Regions from separate parts of the Danio rerio genome. Here region 2 is linked to region 1. The links are chromatin contacts, called in public Hi-C maps. All regions are on one chromosome and are shown on one strand. Each heading gives the region's core, a stretch centred on a gene start, on an enhancer-like site or on the middle of the called end of the contact. The rest is flanking DNA. Distances are from core to core; before and after follow the strand shown.

Region 1 (7,260 bases), core at 1,917-4,416:
AGTGCAGGTTTTCGGATCTGACAGATTGCGAAGCCCCTTGAGGTTTTGTGGCGGTAACAGACTCTGCACATATGGGCGCTTGATATTTTAAGCATGAAAATTAAGGAAAAAATGTTATTTGGAAGGCAACGCATTAAAATTGCATGTGCTTCACATTCCCTTGGCTATCATAGGGGAGGTTTTCAGTGTTTTTGTTTTCTAACTACTTTTTTTATTGTAGCCTTGAAACTGTTTTATATAGGACAAGTGTGTCATGCTGTTTTTGTTTAATCTAATAATTTATTTAAAAATCAGTTACAATGCAATACATATTTATTTTAATGTATTTTTTTGCTGATGAGAACATCTATTATTAATATATTGATTTGTTGTGTTTTGACTTTTTTTACTGTTTATAAAAGCCTTTTTTTACATTTAAATGCCATGGTCACTTTTGTTTTGTATTTTATTTGCATTTATATATGTGTGTGCATGTAGTTTAATTTTTGTTTAGTTTTGTGTTTTGCTTCAGTGTTTTGTTTTTTTATTGTTCTTTTATTTGTTTTGATTTATTGTTTCTTTTTTATCTTTTATCTTTTATTTAGTGTTTTGTTTTATTTATTGATTAATTGATTAATTATATTTTACTTAATTGTTATTTTTTGTTTGTGTGTCTTTAATTTGTTTTGTTTTATTTCTTTGTGTTTTTTTTAGTTTTTGAAGATTTAGTTTTTGTGTAGCTTTGTTCTGTTTTTATTTGTCTTGCTGTGTTTTGTCTTATTTTGGTAGTTTTGTTTAGTTTTAGTTTTGTTTTTATGGTTATTTATATTTTGTTGTGTTTATAAAACATTTTTTTCATTTCATTTATTAATTTACTTTTATTTTAAAAACAAAATTTGTATTGCATATATTTACTCCTAATGGCACTACTTAACACATTCAATGCATTTTTTTTCATATATTTTCAAAAAATATTATTTTAAAAAATAAAAGATTTTTGAATACTAACTCATCTTTATTTTTTGAAGTATGCCATCAAATATTTCAGATTCTCATTAAACACTTTTTTTTTATTTTTTATAATGAAACCAAAATTAAGTGTAGTAGTGTAACAGGGTTATGTTTGTTTGATTGTTTATTTTCTCTTGTAAACCAACAGTGCTGTATAGTGTAAATCAGGAATTCCCAAACTTTTCAGACTGCAACCCTCAAAATAACAATGCCAGTGACTCGCCACTCCCAATATCTGAGGTGGTATATAAACCTTGCACACAGCTCTGCAGCATCAAGTTACCTTACAATTTTAAGTTGTCAACTTTTTTACAGTGTTGTTTCTTTTTTATGGTAAGTTTTAAGCTTTTCTTTTAGTATTTTGTTCTGTTTTATTTGACTTAATTTTTGTTTTGTTCTCTTTTATTTATATGTTTAATTATTTCTGTGTTATGTCTGTCTTGTTGTTGTTGCTTTTGTTTTGGTATGTTTATAAAATCTTTTCACCTTCATATGCCACAGTTTTATTTTTTTACTCTGATCTCTTATTTAAAGATCTCCTTCTCTCCTCATGCTCATTGGATTCATGATTTGTTCTAGGCTCATTTTGTTGGTTCATAAAGACAAGTTTAAAACCTATTTTAAAACTTATTTTTTTAAGTTTAAAACCTATTTAACATCACCTATACCCTGCTGTATTACTGTATCAATATTACGTAGCACATAGTTTGCACAGGATCAGGGCTGCATGTGGGCCACTGTTAGATTAGTGTGTCAAAGACTTGTTTGGGAAGTTGCCTAAGCCTATGTTTATGATGTGCATGTATATAGTGTCTCTCTCTATCTCTCTCTCTCTCTCTTTCTCTCTCTCTGCTTGTGAATGTAGTTAAATGACGGGGCCGCTTGAGTGAGTTATCGTGCTAAATATAGATTCAGGCAGATGTGGCCTGATGTGGAGAACTTCACCTTCACCGGTCTGTGACTCAGCATCAGCATCAGCGCTGCTCAAACTGGGTCATGGACATCAGCTCCAGGGTCGGAGCGGCCCGAGAGCAGAGAATCACAGGAAAACGCCAGGACGGATGAAGGAAAAGTCTGGAGGTGATAGCAGTAGTCCCAGATGTAGAAGTGTTTGATGGAGCTGTGGGGCATGACAGTGGTGAAGGAGAGTTCTTATCTACGATATTATCATCACAATTTATTTATGCTATACTACATATATTTTTTTATTTATTTATTTGACTACAAACAGCTTCTCTTAGGTTGTGAAATATGCACACAGGATGGATAAAACCTATCCTGTCTACTGTCATTCCAAAGTAGTATTAAATAAAATAAAATAAAATAAAATAAAATAAAATAAAATAAAATAAATTTTTTATTTTATTTTTAATTTAATATAGTATAATTTAATGAAATTTTTATTTATTTATTTCTATTTTATTTTACATTTAATTTATTTTAAAAATAATTTAATTAAATTTTAAATATCATTTTCATTTAACTTTTCGATTTATTTTAGTTTAGTTTTAATACTTTTATATATTTATCTTGCATTTAAATTTTTTTTTAAACTTTTTTTTTATTGTATTTTTATTTTGAATAACTTAATATCTGGAAAGTGTTTGCTTTTGCTGTATTTTTTCCAGCTACGTTCATCACTCTATTTACTTTTATTGTCATTAATTTATTAGAAGGCTTTTCTTAGTTTTTTTGTTATTATTATCATATTTATTATTGTTATTATTATTATTATTATTATTATTATTATTATTATTATTAATCATTTTATGTCATAAATAACAGATTTATTATTATTATGTTCATTTATAATAATAATAATAATAATGATAATAATAATAATAATAATAATAATAATAATAATAAAAATAATAATAACAATAATAATAATAATCTGTTTGCCTATTTATTTGAGTAAAAAATCATTGTTTTATTTCAAATTTAGTTTTGTAATTTTAGTTTTATATATATTTTATAATTAAAGTGTTATTTGATTTTATTATTATTAGTAGTAGTATTATTATTATAACTCAATCCATTTTATTGTACATATCAGAAACATTTAACATAGGTCATCATGCATATTTTTATGTCAGAAGCTCATACACTAACCATCTGTGTGAGGAATTAAATCAGGTGATAAATGCATGTAGCCAGTGTTCAGTGTCTCCCCCTAGTGTTGCTGTTGCTCTGCTGCAGCTCTGCTCTCTCAGTCAGATCAGATCAGATCTGCTCTCCTTCAGGGCTCCACGTGCTTCATTTGGTTACAGTGAAGCATCAGCAGAATGAGAAATCAATGGTGAAATCAAAGGCTGCTCTGCTGGTGGTGCTGTAATGTCTGCCATGTTGACTCCTGAGTGAACTTGCTGGGGGGGCTGTTTTTCCCTGCAGGGGCTCAGGGTCGGGCTTTCAGCAAACACAGCGGTGGCGTCACATGAAGGAGGAGAAAACACCGGGATGAGGGACTGAGGGAATGAATGAAGTCAGGAGACAGAAATGTGCTGAGGAAGCTGAGGGGAAGGAAGGAGAGTGAGGAGGTGAAGGGTTTACAGCGGTGTACTAAAAAGTTCAGGGCTCTTTTGTGTTTTGGTTTGAATGAAAAGAGCTTTTTGGGAGGAGAAGATGCCGTATGTGGAGCTAACAGTTGTGTTTGAGATATTTGGTTATTAAGTATTGTTCATTGAATTGAATTAATCCAAGAAATCTATCTATTTATTTTCGTTAATTATTTATTTTTTTATTTTTTTATGAAAAGTGACATTTAACTTAGGCCTGGGGAATTAATAATTTGGGGGGAATTCATAATTTTATGTATATGTTTATATTTTATTTTTATGTACTTTTTATTTCAAATAATTGTCAAATTATTTGAATTAATATTTATAAATAATTTTGTATAAACCAAAATGTACATGTTTACCATACTTTTTTATTTTTTATAACAAAATAATATAAATATTCTAAAATAATATAATATATGAAATAATGTATTCTGTTTATTTTATTAAAATAATATATATTATATTTAAATTAGGGATGCTCATATTAACTTTTTAACCAATAACCAAAAGGATGCATTTTTAACTAATTAATGGTTAAAATTTATTATTATTTTTGACCCGATCTGGCAAAATAAGTTTGAAATGCACTGTTCTATTTTAAGATACAGGCTGATAAAGTGAAAAAACAATGAAAAAAAATCCTGTTGAAAACACTGCAGGAGAAAGAAGATTTGATGATGTTCGGTTGTTTAGATGTTTTGTGTTGTTCTGTGCTACAATTCAATATTTTAAAATGCAATAGGCCTATTTAATGTGTTAGACACACAATACACACATCAGTTATTTATTAATTAATTAATTTATTAGGTTAATGGTTAATATTCAGTTAATGAGCGGCCACTGTCGGTTGGGAAAATTAACCGAAACGAGCATCCCTAATTTAAATTTAATCTAATTTAAATTTAATTACTGCACATTAATTAAATGTATTTATTTTTAATTTACATACATTTTATTTGTTGCATTGTTTTATTATAATTTTTATTTAAATCATTTGTTTTGAATAATTTAGTTAGTTGTTCTATATTATATATCTTTGTTATTTTAATATTATTATTAATTTTAATATCCCTTTACTTTTTTGTTTGACTTTTTTGCATTATTTGCTATTTACTTTCTCTTTATTTACATTTTTATTGATTTATTTTTATTTTTTTTATTTTGTGTCTTAGACTTCTTTGCATATAACATGGACAACTCTGTAGCTACTGTTCTTGATCAAGTTAAAGCAGAACTCATTTTTTAATTCAAGCTAGAGCTGGAGATTATACCAAAATCTTTATAAAATCTTTATTTTTTTTCAGATAACAGTTGTTATTGTTGTAGACTAATGCAAATTTTGTGCATATATATTCATTCATTCATTTATTTTCTTGTCGGCTTAGTCCCTTTATTAATCTGGGGTCGCCACAGCGGAATGAACCGCCAACTTATCCAGCAAGTTTTTACGCAGCGGATGCCCTTCCAGCTGCAACCCATCTCTGGGAAACATCCATACATACACACACACTCATACACTACGGACAATTTAGCCTACCCAATTCACCTGTACCGCATGTCTTTGGACTGTGGGGGAAACCGGAGTACCCGGAGGAAACCCATGCGAACGCAGGGAGAACATGGAAACTCCACACAGAAACGCCAACTGAGCCGAGGATCGAACCAGCGACCTTCTTGCTGTGAGGCGACAGCACTACCGTCGCCTGCATATATATATATATATATATATATATATATATATATATATATATATATATATATATATATATATATATATATATATATATTTATATCAGGGGATATATATATATATATATCAGATATAGATATATATATATATATATCAGGGGCGTAGATTTAGGGTGGACGGTGGACGGATATGTATGTGTATGTGTATGTATATATATACATATATATATATATATATATACATATATATATATATATATATAAAGGCACGTGCACACATAGGGCTCATCCTGTGCAGTGCACATGCCCTTTTTAGTCTTGGATAGAAAGTGCCCCTCCAAAATGATCAAAAGTGCCCCCGCGACGCGGCACACCTTCGGTCCCACCCTTCAGTAGGCGCGCGACAACACCGCTCTTGAGTACGCGCGCGACAACACCGCTCTTGAGTACGCGCGCGATAACACCGCTCTTCAGTACGCGCGCGATAACACCGCTCTTCAGTACGCGCGCATCCACTCTGCAGATCTGCAGATCCTGCAGCATATATAAACAATATTCATTCTTGGTGGGGGTGTGGGGGGATTTTATTCAGTCATTCCCAGTCCCCACCAATATATATATATATATATATATATATATATATATATATATATATATATATATATATATATATATATATATATACTGCCTCAGGTTAGTACATGAATTAAAGAAGTTTGTTTACTGTAAAGAAGCACCAGTGTTTGACAGTCACATCCCTGGGCAATGCATTGATGCTGGTTGTGTTAAATCAGCTTTGGTGTGTCCTGAAAGAGCCAGACTTCCGAAAGATTTAAGTCGGTTTGTCCTAATGAGCAAATATTTGTAGGAGGACAAACAATGATGCTAAGCTGCTTTAACAGCCATTTCTATCAAGCACTGAATGCAGTCTAGCAGTGTTAATAGGCTGTGCTGTTTAATTGTGTTACTTCACGGCAGCTCTTAATGCTGCACTCATAATCTTTCACAAAACTCGCTTCCGCAGCAGTTTCATGTGCTGGACTGTATATATGAAGCATATAATGATAAGGAATTGTGCTAGATGTATTTAAATATATTTTCCAAGTGTTTAATGGAAAGACAATTTTTTTCAACACATTTTAAATATGATAAGTTCGGAAGTAATTTCTAATAACTAATTTATTGTGTCTTTACAATGTAAAAGGCTTATCTATAAGTTATTATGTCAACTGCAGGTGAAAAATATCAGTTTTTGTTAAACATTGGCACATTACATATTTCCTTTTTAAGGTCAATGTATTGTCGTGCATGTCCCTGTAAATTTAAATAAATATTTGGGTAACATGTGGATTGTTCTGTAGATAACAACAAAAAATATAAGGGAGCAAATAATATTAATCATAAATTGTTTTTGAAAAATGTAAATGCTTTTATTTCAGCCAAAGTAAAAAATTATATGAAATGCTGTAAAAATATCCTTTTTTCCCCCAAATATTTAAAAAAGAATAAAAATTCACTGGAGATCTAATAGTTGGTCTGCTGTATATTTGAAATGTTATTTTAACAGTTATTCAGTTCAAATGTTTTGTTATGTAATTTCTTTTATTTATAAACCAAAAATATATATATATATATATATATATATATATATATATATATATATATATATATATATATATATATATATATATATATATATTATTTAATTTAAATTCATGAATTATTAACCGGATGCTCATATTATTATGAATTAATTTATATTACATAATAATTCTTTACAATTTAGTTAATTATTTAATTATTCTTAGAACATTTTTATTATTTACATTTAGTATTAAAAAGGTCCTATTTTTAAAAATTTAAATAATTAATGAAATGAATTGTCCAAAATGATAAAATGATAAAATAAATGGAAAACGAAATGCATATATTCAATTGAGATACAATAAATGCATAAATTATGAATGATTATGATTAAAAAAAGAAACTGTAGTCAAACTTAAAAGCAACATCCACACTG
Region 2 (7,260 bases), core at 1,198-3,697, 68 kb after region 1:
GGCTTTAATTTTTTTTAGCATTTAGCCTTGTGTTAGTCTGAAATTTCATTTATTATGGTCTTAAAATGATCTTAATAAGGTCTAAATAGTCTTAAATTTGACTTAATTAAACCTGTTGAACCCCTGTATATACAACATTTTGTTCTACAAATTTCCTTTTTCTTGCGGTTTGCAATGTTTTTTGAATTATGGAGCACTAAAAGAGAGTTTGACTCAAATGTGTAAAAAAAAACTAAATGAAAATTTTAAAGGTCCGTTTGCCCAATACTCTCATTAGTGGTTCCATTCTCTCATCATTTGGAATAGAATAACTTTTGCATAGATTTTGATGGAGACATCTTTCTTTGTTCCTATGATTACTGACATGTACAGGAACCAACAACCTTAATTATAGCAACCTAGACCACACAGAACCTAAAAGGTACACTTTCAAATTTGACTTTACAAAAAAAGCCCCTCTTTTTTGGAGGTGTTTATTATAACACAAACAACATATACAACTATTTTAATTACTTTCAACAGTGTTTTTTGACTATTTAAAGCTTTTTCTTTAAAATGATAGCAAACTTTTGCTTTTACACCTCTGCTTGTTGATTTAGGAAGCTTTTGAATTTGGGTATAGGCAAAATCCAGGCGGAAACACCAAAATAACACTTGACTTTAACAGGTTAAATTTCAAAAATCTAATTTTAGTCCTTAAAAAGTCATACTGAAATATTGTGTTGTAGATCTTAAATCATTTTTACAGGTCTTAATTTACCTATGTTTATGTAAAGCTATACCAAACACCCATCAAGTCACTAATAATATATTTCAATAAAAGTTTTAAGAAGCGTTTATTTATTAACTCTATTTAATCATTAATATGGTTTAATTATCTTCTCTAAAATAACATTTGCTTTTAAAATAGATTTTAACTTTAACTTTTGGGCTTTAAAATAGTTTTTTTCAGCATTTACCCTTGTGTAAGTCTGAAATTTTATTCATTATAGTCTTAAATTTGACTTGAAACCTGTAGAAACCCTGTATATTATTATTTATTTATTTATTTTTATTTTTATCAGGATCCCCATTAGCCACTAACAAGGTAGCTATTCTTCCTGGGGTCCATCGAGCACAGAACAAAATGACATTAATTCATAACAACAAAGTGCAATAAAAACAAACAAAAAAACAAATTCATACATAACATCCAGATCAACAATCCACTTAATATTGTGCTATTAAATATTTTTTCAACAATTTTTTAAAGCCTCATTTTACTTGTTACAAAGCATGTAATGTCTGAAGGCATTCATTCCATGTTTTCATTCCTCTATAAACGGTGGAAGTCCGAATCATTAGTCCCCCTTTGATTCCTAAATGATGCTTAACAGGGCAAAGAAACTTTCACAGGATGAGTGATAATATTTTTTCTTCTGGAGAAAGTCTTTTTTTTATTTAGGCTAGAATAAAAGCAGTTATAAGTTTTTTAAAAACCATTTTAAGGACAATATTACTAACCCCTTTAGATTTTTCCGATAGTCTACAGAACAAACCATCGTTATAAAATAACCTAATTTGCCTAATTAACCTAGTTAAGGCTTTACATGTCTCTTTAAGCTGTATAGAAGTGTCTTTAAAAGTATGTAGTAAAATATAATTTACTGTCATCATGGCAAAGATAAAATAAATCAGTGATTAGAAATGAGTTGAAATGTGAGGATGATAAATCTGGTCTAAACTCTCAAAATCGAGTGTTTTGAAATGTGTTGAAACAATCTTCTTATCAATAAACAGAAATTGAATAAAAAAATAAACAGGGGGGCTAATAATTCTGACTTCAACTGTATTACAGTACAACATTTTTATTCTACAAATTCCACTTTTTCTGGCTGTTTGCAGTGTTTTTTGAATTATGAGGCACTAAAAGAAATTTGACTCAAACATGTTAAAAAATAAATGAAAATTGACAAATGAAATCTTATATTTAATAAAACACTTCCTCATTTGCAAACTTAAACATAGGATTTAAAAAAAATCAAATAATGTAATCAATCAACTGGGGAAATATAGTGACAACTATTATTTTGGAATCATCCTATCCACCCTATGTCTTTCCTTGAATTCTGCCAATATCCTCTTGTTTCTAGGTAACTATTATGGCACACCCAAGCCGCCTATTAAGCCCCCTAGTGGCAAAGTGATCACTGGCGATGCTCTTCAAGACAGCCTTCCCGGATCCCAGCCGTCCACCCCGCGTCGCACCAAGTCCTACAATGAGATGCAAAATGCTGGAATAGTGCCTACAGAGACTGAGGATGATGACGAGGTTCCTGAAATGAACAGCAGCTTCACAGGTCAGCACTGAGACGCTTTGTTTGCATTTGTGTCTGGCACATGGAGGAAGAGATGAGTGAGTGATGCCTCTTTGTTGCTTTTCCTCTTCCTTCGCCATTGCCCGTTCAGGAAGGAAAGGGGGAAAGAGCGCCATCTGGCTGTGGCGGAGGGGTTTGTTTGTGTTAGAAAGCAGCAAGATGGACTCTAGCTGTCCTTATGTATTGATCGGACAGTTATGCGATGCCAACTTTCACAACAGTGTTGAATGAGGTGCATTTTTTGTGTCGAACTGAGGTGTTTACAGGCTTGCGGTCTGATTACTAATAGGCAACAGTAAGTACAGATTGTGGAAATGGTTAAACATTAAAGTAGGTGCATTTCGTTGTTTTGAAATGCAAATTAATGGCCCTGTTTGCAACTGGTAAGATGTGTTTTTGTTCATGAGATTTAATGCTGGTTTTACTGATTTTTCTGACCGCTTTTGATTACTTTGGCATTGTCACCTGGTATTAGATGGATAGGGAGTTAATAATATGCCAAAACAATATGAATTTGAATTGTGTTAATTTGAATTATTGACAATTGACAAATCTGAATTTTCATATGACATTAAAAATCCTTTTGAATTTGAATTTCTTAATTTGAATTTGGGCGAGGCAGTGGCGCAGTAGGTAGTGCTGTCGCCTCACAGCAAGAAGGTCACTGGTTCGAATCTCGGCTCAGTTGGCGTTTCTGTGTGGAGTTTGGATGTTTTCCCTGCCTTCGCATGGGTTTCCTCCGGGTGCTCCATTTTCCCCCACAGTCCAAAGACATGCGATACAAGTGGATTGGGTAGGCTAAATTGTCCGTAGTGTATGAGTGTGTGTGTGAATGTGTATGTGGATGTTTCCCAGAGATGGGTTGCGGCTGGAAGGGCATCCGCTGCGTAAAAACTTGCTGGATGGGTTGGCGGTTCATTCCGCTGTGGCGTCCCCGGATTAATGGAGAGACTAAGCCGACTAGAAAATCTATGAATGAATTTGAATTTGTATTTCAAAACTTAAATATTGAACATCTGAAATTAAAAACAACTGAGTTTTTCAAGGCTGATTTTCTTTTATAGACGTATTTTCAAACTCATCGACTGCAGATGTCCCGTTTGTAAAAGTAAAGTTTCAAGTTTTCAAGATGAAGAAATTCAGACTGATTCAATAACCTAAAATTCAAAACCAGAAATTCAGATTGTGCAATTCAGATTCAGCAGACAGTAGGTCAGGGGTGATCAACGGTGAAGTGTAGATGATTACCGAAAAGTCAGATAAAAATTCTGATTTATTAAATTACAATTGTCAATAATTGAAATTAACACAATTTAAATTCAGATTGTTTTGGCATATTATTAGTTCCATAGAAGGATAGTTCATTAAAAAATAATTTATATTTCATTTACTCGCCCTTGACTTCTTCCAAACCATTTTTGTTTTGTTATGTAGAACATGAAAGAAATATTTTAAAGAATGTTTAGAAACCAGTAACTATTAACATCCATAGTTGGAAAAACAAAGACTATGGAAGTCAATGGTTGCCGGTTTCCAACATTCTTCAAAATATCTTCTTTTGTTTTGAACAGAAAAAACCTCAGATGGTTTGGAAGAAGTCAGAGGCTTGTAAATGTTGACAGAATTTACATTTGTGTGTAAACTGACCTTTTAAGATACGTTTTTTAAGTGAACGGCAATACTTAATACAGGGTTAAATTTAGTTTATTATTTTTGAGTTTGTACATTTTTCAACACTTTGGCCTTGTTTACAACTGGTTTTAAGATATGTCTTGGTCGACTAGATTACAAGTAGATGAGAGAGACATTCCCATAATGTTTAAATGTTAGGTGAATAGATGTTTTAAGCCCTCTTTTAACCGCTTTATTAAGGAGAGTGTATGTATAAGCTTTTTCAGAGCCTTCCATCTAATATTGGCAAATAAGCTTGCACCATTTTTGTACTGTACTAAAAAACGTTGGGAGCCCCATTTTTGTTTAAACACTTTTACAGTTAAAACTACTAGTAAATCTTAAAGCAGTGATATTAATGAAATATATTATGGAATGTAAACTGCCAAATAGTGCAGCATTTATACAATTTTTAAATATAAAGTTGAAGTCAGAATTTTTAGCCCCCCTGAATTATTCGCCCCCTGTCCCCAATTTGTGTTTAACGGAGAGAAAAAATTTTTCAACACATTTCTAAACATAATAGTTTTAATAACTCACTTTTAATAACTGATTTATTTTATCTTTGCCATGATGGCAGTGAATAATATTTCACTAGATATTTTTCAAGACACTTCTATACAGCTTAAAGTGACATTTAAAGGCTTAACTAGGTTAATCAAGTTAACTAGGCAGGTTCGGCTAATTAGGCAAGTTATTGTATAACGATGGTTTGTTCTGCAGACTATCGAAAAATTTTTTTGCTTAAAGGGGCTAATAATTTTGTCCTAAAAATGGTGTTTAAAAAATTAATAATTGCTTTTTTCTTGCCGAAATAAAACAAATAAGACTTTCTCCAGAAGAAAAAATATTATGAGACATACTGTGAACATTTCCTGAATCTTTTAAACATAATTTTGGAAATATTTAAAAAAGAAAAACAAATTCAAAGAGGGGCTAATAATTCTGACTTCAACTGTATGTGCCTTATTGTCTACATATAAACCTGTATAACAAGTCATACAACACTTGTTTTGCTAACTGAAATCATATATTGTTTGCATAAATCAAAATAATAAATTGCACATTTTATTGATGGATTAAAACATTCACAAACCAGTACTGTAAATCTCCAAAGAAATGCTCCCTGAAGAGAATGGACAAGAAGGCTTTATTTCAAATAGCTGATTGGGAGTCAAATGCTACTTTTATCCCATTTTGTGCCTTTTTCAACCCCTACAGTATGTGTTACAACATCTCAAAAGTAATTAAATGCATTTTCGACTACCTATGGAAGTGTTTAAAAGTAGATTAACATAAAACATTTTCCCTCCAGTTTACTGTTTTCAGAGTTGTCCACTTTTAAATGGATCAAGTAAAACAGATGTGAACAAGGTCTTGATTTTGCAGCTTTCAGTGCAAAACTTAAACTGCTGCCCTGCATTTTGATTTCTATAGTCTTCTTTCACATACATATGTCAATTACACAATGTTATTTTACACTTTTGAATTTTTTAAAGCTATGTTTATTTATTTTATATTAAGAAATGTTCTCTATACTTTTGTATGTTATGTAGCACAACAATATTACATCATTTAAGGATAATCTTTTTTTTCTGTGCACTCCTACATTTTTTACTGTGCTGCTAAATCTTTTTGATTAGGAGCGCAAGTGCTCCTAATATAACTGTTAGTGTAGAGCCCTGTCATAAGATCAGAACAGGCCCATAAAATAACATGTTCACAATCTTTCCCTGAAAGAAATCAGGCAAGTGGTCAAATGTTTACAAAATGTATACAGATTATAACACTAAATAGGAATAGGAATGTGTCTCTCTCATCTATTTGGAATCTGATTAACCAAAATGCTTCTTAATAGCAGGTGTAAACCTGTTTTGAAGACTGTTTGATTAGGTTATTTTAAAGTTAGGCTCAATCATGGATTTAAAACTTTTAATCAATTAATATAGTTGCTTATATGGAGAGTGTTTATATCTGAATTTTGTTTGCTGTTGTATCATTAAGTGGATGTAGTATATTTGGAAACAGTAGCTTTGCTCCAATTGTTTTTTAAAGCAGTTTATTTGATTTATTTTGGTGCTCTATCAACCTGTAGTATGACATTTGTATGGGACCGACAATGGCATAGTGCATACACATTTTAAAAAGAAGTCTCTTGTGCACCAAGATTGTGTTATTGATTTAAAATTGGTAATATTTTTCAATTTTATTATTCATTCATTCATTTTCTTGTCGGCTTAGTCCCTTTATTAATCCGGGGTCGCCACAGCGGAATGAACCGCCAACTTATCCAGCAAGTTTTTACGCAGCGGATGCCCTTCCAGCTGCAACCCATCTCTGGGAAACATCCACAAACACATTCACACACACACACTCATACACTACGGACAATTTAGCCTACCCAATTCACCTGTACCACATGTCTTTGGACTGTGGGGAAAAACCGGAGCACCCGGAGGAAACCCACGCTAAGGCAGGGAGAACATGCAAACGCCACACAGAAACGCTAACTGAGCCGAGGTTCGAACTAGCGACCCAGCAACCTTCTTGCTGTGAGGCGACACCACTACCTACTGCGCCACTGCCTCGCCCTCAATTTTATTACAAAAAATTAAATAACTTAGATCTTTTTACTCCTTTTTACTCCTTTTACGCCTTTTTACTCCAATGTCATGCGACTAATATCGTGATTTATTATCATTGTTATAAACAAATCTTTGTTAAGATTCTTTGATGAATAACAAATAAAGAATTTCATTGATTTAAAACAGAATTATTTGGGAACTTTCAAACCTTTTCACCGTCGACTTGTTTGAATCACGGGAGATGTATTTGAGACACATTATTAACAGCTGTAAACAGCAGATGGTATTGTCTGCCAACTTGTGAATGAAGTCCTGTTTACACCTGCTGTTTTAATCCATCTTGCTTGTCCACTTTCAGCCAATTTTATCATTTATTTGAGAGGAGGCTCTTCATTTTGTCATCTTTCCATATAGTATTCTAGATAAGAAAGGAAGATGATGTAAAACAACATGGAGAGCTTTGTTTATGCCCTGATACCAGCAAAACTCTGTGGGTTTGTGTTTGAATTAAGAGAACTTTTATATTTATCCATCCTCAATCCAAATTCTCAATTTCAGATGGCAAAATTGATCCTGCCTGGCTAATGTGCTTTATGTGGTTCAGTTGTGTCTTTTGTGGCTGTCTGAATGCATTTGTCCATGACACA

The links. A called contact is a pair of places that touch in the nucleus more often than the background predicts.
Region 2: a Hi-C map of gastrula embryo shows a contact between it and region 1, with 2.9 times the contacts expected there. The contact joins two enhancer-like sites. A contact is called at or near these places in 8 of 18 Hi-C or Micro-C datasets (caudal fin, embryo, gastrula embryo and 2 more) and 1 of 4 datasets of contacts at active chromatin or transcription factors (gastrula embryo).

The regions. Positions count from the first base shown.
Region 1 is chr11:21,040,970-21,048,229 of GRCz12tu, forward strand. The region is part of intron 1 of magi1b (membrane associated guanylate kinase, WW and PDZ domain containing 1b); the gene reads left to right. Among named protein-coding and RNA genes, the nearest start is that of magi1b, 78 kb to the left of the region's middle. Within about 2 kb of position 3,167, at least 11 of the 62 cell types and tissues checked have an H3K27ac peak or open chromatin away from gene starts, as enhancers often do.
Region 2 is chr11:21,109,489-21,116,748 of GRCz12tu, forward strand. It overlaps magi1b (membrane associated guanylate kinase, WW and PDZ domain containing 1b), which reads left to right. Exons shown (of 22, transcript NM_001007063.2): 4 at 2,133-2,339. Among named protein-coding and RNA genes, the nearest start is that of rhol, 77 kb to the right of the region's middle. Within about 2 kb of position 2,448, at least 21 of the 62 cell types and tissues checked have an H3K27ac peak or open chromatin away from gene starts, as enhancers often do.